2 separate regions of the Ovis aries genome follow, and region 2 is linked to region 1. The links are chromatin contacts, called in public Hi-C maps. All regions are on one chromosome and are shown on one strand. The core of a region is the stretch at or near the end of the contact, and the rest is flanking DNA. Distances in the headings are between cores, read along the strand shown. Region 1 has its middle 38 kb from the start of LARP1. Region 2 overlaps LARP1 (La ribonucleoprotein 1, translational regulator).

The links. Hi-C and Micro-C count contacts between places; a contact is called where the count stands out from the background.
Region 2: a Hi-C map of liver shows a contact between it and region 1, with 6 times the contacts expected there. The contact joins two enhancer-like sites. A contact is called at or near these places in 14 of 16 Hi-C or Micro-C datasets (blood, hypothalamus, liver and 6 more).

The regions. Positions count from the first base shown.
Region 1 is chr5:63,668,073-63,671,581 of ARS-UI_Ramb_v3.0, reverse strand. No RefSeq gene overlaps it. Among named protein-coding and RNA genes, the nearest start is that of LARP1, 38 kb to the left of the region's middle. Within about 2 kb of position 1,366, at least 5 of the 54 cell types and tissues checked have an H3K27ac peak or open chromatin away from gene starts, as enhancers often do. A contact at or near this core is called in liver, where this site is marked.
Region 2 is chr5:63,785,595-63,789,202 of ARS-UI_Ramb_v3.0, reverse strand. It overlaps LARP1 (La ribonucleoprotein 1, translational regulator), which reads right to left. Exons shown (of 19, transcript XM_042250665.2): 12 at 3,310-3,433; 13 at 2,982-3,187; 14 at 2,409-2,515; 15 at 1,441-1,592. Among named protein-coding and RNA genes, the nearest start is that of CNOT8, 37 kb to the left of the region's middle. Within about 2 kb of position 1,417, at least 3 of the 54 cell types and tissues checked have an H3K27ac peak or open chromatin away from gene starts, as enhancers often do. A contact at or near this core is called in liver, where this site is marked.

The DNA of each region.
Region 1 (3,509 bases), core at 117-2,616:
TTTATATGAAGTGGATCTGGTTGTCATTTGTATTTGATAGAGGCCCAAAGTGAGGCTCAGGCTTCCCAGGGGGCACTAGTGGGAAGAACCTGCCTGCCAGGGCAGGAGACCAAGAGACACTGATTCGATCCCTGGGTCAGAAAGATCCCCTGGAGGAGGAAATGGCAACCCACTCCAGTATTCTTGCCTGGAGAATCCCATGGACAGAGGAGCCTGGCGGGCTACAGTCTGTGGGGTCACCAAGAGTCAGACACGGCAGCAGGCATGCAATCACGAATGGATCAAGGTGAGGCTCAGCGAGGTTGTGAGGCTTGCCCCCAGAGACACACGACCAGTGAATGGTGCTGTCAGGATTTGAACCCAAGACCATCACCTCTAAGGAACTGTGTCCTTAACAGCAAAACTGTTCTCCCACCTCTGGCTGATGGACAGGGATGGTTGTAAGAGGGATGGTATCAGGAAGGAGCCAGAGGCTGTGGGATGCCATTAGGTAGGGAGAACGAAGTAGTGAGGTGGGTACAGAGTGTGTGCTCAGGGTCAGCCTGTCTGGACCCACATCCTGGCTCTGACGTGTGCATTCTGTCTGACCTGGGGCCAAGCTCTCAGCTTCTCTGAGTTTCAGACATCCCCTCTGTAAAATGTGATAATATGCTATCTGCACCATAGGGTCTTTGGGAAGATTAAATATTAATTCATGTAAATATTAACAGTGCTCAATAAATGTGGATAGTGCATACATCCTTTGTTGCTATAAACTTGAGGACAGGGCTGTGCATATGTTTTCACTGAGGCTGGAGAGAGAGGCAGGGGTGCCTAGAGTACAGGTCCTGAGGGCCGGGGCCAGGGCAGTGAGGAGATAGGTGGCCTGGAGGGCGAGGGAGGGCTCAAACCCGGGGCGTGGTGCTCCCGAGTGCTGGGTATCTGCTGATGCTGACTCCATGACTTCAGGCGCCCAAGTCAGCACTGAAATATGCTCTGACCAGAGGGCCGGCCTGCTTGCCTCAGTGGACAAAAGCCAAATCTCTTGTTCAGGTCACCATCCTGGCCACTGTGTCCTGAGACCAGGCCTCCAAGAGTCCAGCCTAGAAAAGCCTCCAGACCACCTGCCTCTCCTGACCTCATTTGGGGAGCGAAACCACGAGCTCTAGCTCCCTCTTCTCCTGTATTCCCGGCTCTAGAAAATAGTCTAGAACCACACTGTCAAGCGATCCTGGAGCCGCCTTGCCCAACTGCCCCCTTTCCCTTTTAGTAGGTGGGGAACTTGAGTCCCGGAGACAGAAAGGGGTGGCTCACACCACACAGCAAAGCTGGGAACACGAAGCCCAGATTGCCTGATGTTTGCTTCGGGTTGCGCCACCATGGCACATCCCACTTGCCTTGCTCAGCAGGGATTTAAGGCCAATGTGTCTGAGGACAGTGGCTCTGGAGCTCCCCTGTCTGGTACAAGTCTCAACTCTGCCACTTCCTGGCTCTGAGACCTCAGGCAAGATGCTTAGCCTCTCTATGCCTCATTTTCTTTAATTATAGAATGGGAACACATAATTTCACCTCCTTCGGTTAAGTATTGTATGGATTAACACGAGCAGATCCATGCAAAGCACATGAGACACTGCTGAGCACTGAGCGCTGGTGGGCAACACGGACACCATCACCACCACCTTCACCATCCTCGTCGAGCGCTGAGCGCTGGTGGGCAACACGGACACCATCACCACCACCTTCACCATCCTCGTCGAGCGCTGAGCGCTGGTGGGCAACACGGACACCATCACCACCACCTTCACCATCCTCGTCGTGAGGAGATGCACTGGGGTGTTCCTTGTGGAGCATTTACCCTACTCTCTGCGAGGGAGAGGAGGGTAAAGGCAGAGCTGGATCCTGACCTCTGCATAGTAACTGATTCACAGGGTGATTTGGGGCAGATGGCCTGCTGTGTCTGGGCCTCTGGGATTCCAGCTGGAACAAAAGGATCTGTTTAAAAAATTCTTTTCTATTATGCCTCTAGCCTCCTCTGGCAATAATGACCATAGAGATGTGTAGGGCTGCTCATTACAGTATAAGGTAGCAATAAACACCTGGAAAACAATCTTAAGGTCCTTCTACTCTGCAGCTTTAAAAATAAGAGTATAGTTCCAAACGGAAATAATCCAAATGTTCTTCAACAGGTGAAGGGAAACCCAAACTGACACATCGAAGCGGTAAAACACTCTTCTGCAATGAAAGGCAATGAACTCAGGACACAGCAACATGGGTGAGCCTCAGAAACATCACGCTTGGTGAGGAAGCCTTGCCCCAAAGAGTGCCTGCCGTGTTATCCATTAAAGTGAAATTCTGGAGGACTTTCCTGGTGGTCCAGTGGTTAGGGATCTGCCTTGCAATGCAAGATTCCGTCCCTGGTCAAGGAACTAAGATCCCACAAGCCATGGAGTTACTGAGCTTGGGGGGTTCAACCGCTGAGCCAGCATGCCTGCCGCAGTTACTGAGCCCTGCATCACAACCGGAGAGTCTGTGCATTGCAACGAGAGAGCCCGTGTATTGCACCTAGGACTTGACACAGCCAAAAAGTAAACAAATAAATTTCTGGAAAAGGGAAATCTAAACTCTAGGGACAGGAAATAGTTTATTGGTTGCCTGGGGCTGGGTATGAGGACAAGAGATTGGTAACAAAAGGGCATGAGGGAATTTTGGGGGCGACAGAAATGTTCCAGGTCTTGATGACGGTGGTGGCTACATGGATGTATATAAATTTGTGAAACTCACTGAACTGTTCTCTTAAAATGGGTACATTTTACTCTATGTAAATCATACCACAATCAAATTGGTTAAAAAAATAAATGATAATTCACACATATAAGGAAAACTTTGAATTTGTCAGGAGTGGGCTACATCTTTGGCACCAATACGGTGAGATGTGCATGTTGCATTGTTAAAAGAAAAATAAAGGCAGTTACGCAACAAGGCAGGAGACCCTGATGGTTATGGAGAGAGATCTCTGGGGGCTGAGCCTGGGCCGCACGCCTCATGTGCATGCAAGGTTTTATAGATGAGAAGACTGAGGCGCGGAGAGATGAAGTAACACTTAGGAAGCCAAGAAGCTGCAGGGTTGGAACCTATCGCGACTCCAATCCAGTAAATAATTGCCAAGGTTAATCTATGTGCACAAAAAATCTGGAGAGATAACCCCAAACTAGGCCTGGGGATTGTGCATAGGAAACAGATTCACGGGCACTTTCGCTTTCAATACCATGTATTTCTGTTCTGTTACATTTGTTGTAACATACCTGAATCTTTCTAATCAGAGAAAGCAATATAGGGTTGTTTTTTTTTTTTTAATTACTAAAGAAAGTCCCCATCCTGTATCTCGTCTGCACAGGAGCTGAGCATCCACTCTCCACTTCTCCCTCCACCAGACAGGCCCGTGTACCTGGCCAGAGCCCCGGGCCCCACTGATAAAGGCCAGGGGCCACCATATCAGGCCCACGCAGCCCCTGCAGTCCCATCCATCTGGT
Region 2 (3,608 bases), core at 168-2,667, 120 kb before region 1:
CATTACAGAATATCATTACACACCCACTAGGATGGCTATACTCAAAAGGAAGACCTTAGTAAGTGTCAGGAGGATATGGAGCAATCAGAACCCTCATACACTGCTGTGAGTAATATAAAATGATGCCGCTACTTAGGAAAACAGTCTTGCAGCAATTCCTCAAAAGGTTACAAAAACTACCCTATTATATGACCCGGGAATTACACGGTTCCACTCAAGATAAATGAAAACCTATGTCCACACAAAAACATGTACAGGAATGTTCAAAGTAGCACTACTCATGAAAAGACAAAGCAGAAATTTTGTCCACCAACTGATGAATGGATAAACAAAGTGGAATGTTGTTTGATAATAAAAAGGCATTAAGTACTGATACATGGTACAACATAAATGAACCTTGAAATTATACACTAAAGGAAAGAAGCCAGTCACAAAGGATCACGTGTCATGAGTCCATGTTTATGAAGTCAAATCCATAGAGAGCGAGCAGATTGGTGGTTGTGTAGGTCTGGGAAGAGTTGGGGAGGTGGAGGGAGGGGGAATGACTAGTAAGGGGCACAGGGCTTACTTCTAAGGTAACCAAAATGTTCTAAAATGGATTCTGGTGATGGATGCACAACTCAAATATATTAAAAGCCAGTGAGTTTGTACACTTCAAACAGGTGAATCATATAGTGTGAACTGTATTTACACTAAAGCTGTTATTACACACACATACAACATGAAGACGGAAGGTTAACGAATCAAGCATTGAGCAGCCATGTTTTGTTGAATAAAAGGAGGCTGAGTGACCAGTAACTCTAAGTGCGCATGGCTATGAGCATCTTTAGAGACAACCTAAGAAAAGCCTACAGTTAAAAGGTTATCTCCTTTTGTGATAAAAGGAAACATGTGAGTGTCTAGAGAGGTTCTCTCCTTACATTCTCATCTAGAGTAGGGGTTAGCCATCTTTTTTTCTGTAAGGGGCTAGAGAGTAAATATTTTAGGCTTTGCAGGTCACATACGGTCTCTGTCATAAAGTCTCACCCTCCCCACCCCTACTTAAAAATGTTAAAACAAAAACTGTTCTTAGCTCTAGGGCAGTACAAAGACAGGTTGCTGGCTGGATTTGGTCCACAGGTCATCATCTTTCTGGAGAATATATGCTGTCTCATGCATATTTGTTTGTAACATTGATGGTTTCATCAGAAACAGGAAAGAAAACTCCTGGATTTTTTTTTTTTTTAAGATCAATAGAGAAAAATCAAGGAACAGGAATATTCTAAGCACCAGATCCTCTTTGCCTCCTATATTCTAAAACTAACTTCAGTCCTTCCTGCTATAATGTTATGTCACTTCTTGCTCTGAGGCTAGAGAGAACAGTCACCTGCTCCACTAGCCCTTACTCTGGATCTCAGTAGTGGCCCAGGAAGCTCCACCCTCTCCCTCTGTGCTTCTTACCATTAAGGCAGCGCCTACGATACTTGTGGTAGACGTGTTGTGTGAAGCCGTTTTCCTTGAGCAGCTCGTGGGAAGGATGTTGGAACTTGGGCAGCGACTGAGGGGTACAGCCATAGCTGCCAACTGCAGGCGTGCCTTCTGAGGGGCTGGAGCTGCAGAGACCATGAAACAGAGTGTCACCAGGTTCCCTAGAGCAGCCAACCATCAGACAGCAGGGGTCCCTCTGGTGCCTTCCAGCCTTCAACATCCAGCCTCTCAGTGTAACAGACAGGCCCAGCTACTGTACTAGACCCTTCATTAACTATATGCATGGATCTCACTTATTATATCCATGGGTCTCACTTACTCAACCAACCTTTGGATGTTTTTTTAACAGTGAGGACATTGGGGCTTACAGAGACTGGGAGTCTTGCCCTGTCACAGAGCTAATATTTAACATCTCAGATCTGTACAATGACCAAACCTGAGCTTTTAGCTATTTATTTATCCCATGTTAACATTTAACTTTCCTTAACAAGCTGAAATGGGTTAACCCATCCATATTTTTTGCAAAACCACCATCTATCTTTGCAGGGAATAAATAAGAGTGCATAGGTCAATGGCTCCCAAACCTGCTCTGGAATTCAGAACACTGGGGTCATTTTCCTGAGAATAAAAAGGAATCCAGGCCCTACCCCCAGAAGCTGTATCCAGCAGACACAGCTGTACTTTTATTTAACTCCCGAGCTATCCAGAGGGAGGCAGCAAATATGCATGTCTGAAATCAACTGAGCAAACCTCCCATGAGAATGCCATGCAGCCACCATACTTCAGAAAGCAGCCTTCCTCTTCCCAGGATCTGGATTAAGCTCTCTAGACTACCGGTTTTTTGGATTTGGATGAGGGCCCCAGAGGTCTTGGTCTCATCACTGTCACAGCTCTGCTGCCCTCCCTGCAGTCAGCCTGACCCCCTTTCCCACAGCCCACACCTGATGGAAGCAGTCCGGGGCCTATGCTCGCGGGAATCCATCACCCAGCCCACGTGACTCTCCAAAGGTGGGTTCGAGCTGTGTCTTGTCTTCCTTTTCCGAGGCGTCTGCAAAGGTCAGTATGGGATTTGTTAATATACAGTCATACTCATATGACTCTGAGAAGCATCAAGTATTTGTAAGATTACGATACCCTCCCAAAGTCTGAGTTATCTCACAATTTACAAAGCATTTTCATATCTAGTCTCATGCGCTGTCCACAGCTGTAAGGAGGAGCTGGCACACCTACTTGACAGGTGACAAAACTGAGGCTTGTGGGTGATGTGATCTGCTCAAGGACCTGTCAGTTCTCCTTAGATCTTATCATGGCTGCTTGGGCCACCACTCCCAGACCCCATTCCACACTGCAGATGGAGCCACTCAATCCCAGTGGGCCCACTAGCCTAATCCGGAGCAGGGAGGGGTAGGGCGGGGGGATGCGGTACTTTCTTAGCTCAAGACAAGGGAAGAAGCGGAGCCCTGGAAGGCCGTCAAGTGAGCCCAAGACTTAGCGGCTTAGCATCAACACCTCACCTTAGCATCCAGGGTTCGACCTTCCTTCACCACTGGATAAAACCGTGACGTCTGGCTTGAATCTTTGAGCTGCGGTGTCCGGGGTGTGCGGGGGGTCCTGGCATTGCGGTAGTTTGGCGACTCTGGGACAGTGGTTGGTAGAGAGCGGGCGATAGCGGAAGGCTCGGGAGCACCAAACAGCTTGTTGGCCAGGGCATCAGTGGGAACTGCAGAATCAAGAGTGGTGACAGTGAGCAGAGGTAGGCCGGTGCCTGCCTGCCCCCAGAAGCCCCACCAGACAGCTCCAGACTCTCCCACTCAGGCCAGGGTGGCAGGGGTCATCTCTCACCTTGCTGGAAGCGAGGGGGTCCAGGAGGGACCTCCTGGTTGGGGTCCACAGGGGGCTCAGGGGTTAGTGTGTCAAACTGCTCCCGACTGATCATATTGACTTTCTTGAAGTTCTCGACTTCTTGCTACAGAGGACACAAGATGGGTGGGGAAAAGAGGCTGGTAAGAGGACTGCCCTAGCCTGTTTTAGGAATCAAGACAGACAGGAAGTTGAAGAGGGCAGTTGCCACGTCCACATATGTGGAATTCTGGTCCCTGGGCTCTCAGCTGCTCATCATCATGCCTCAACCCCAGGTGCCC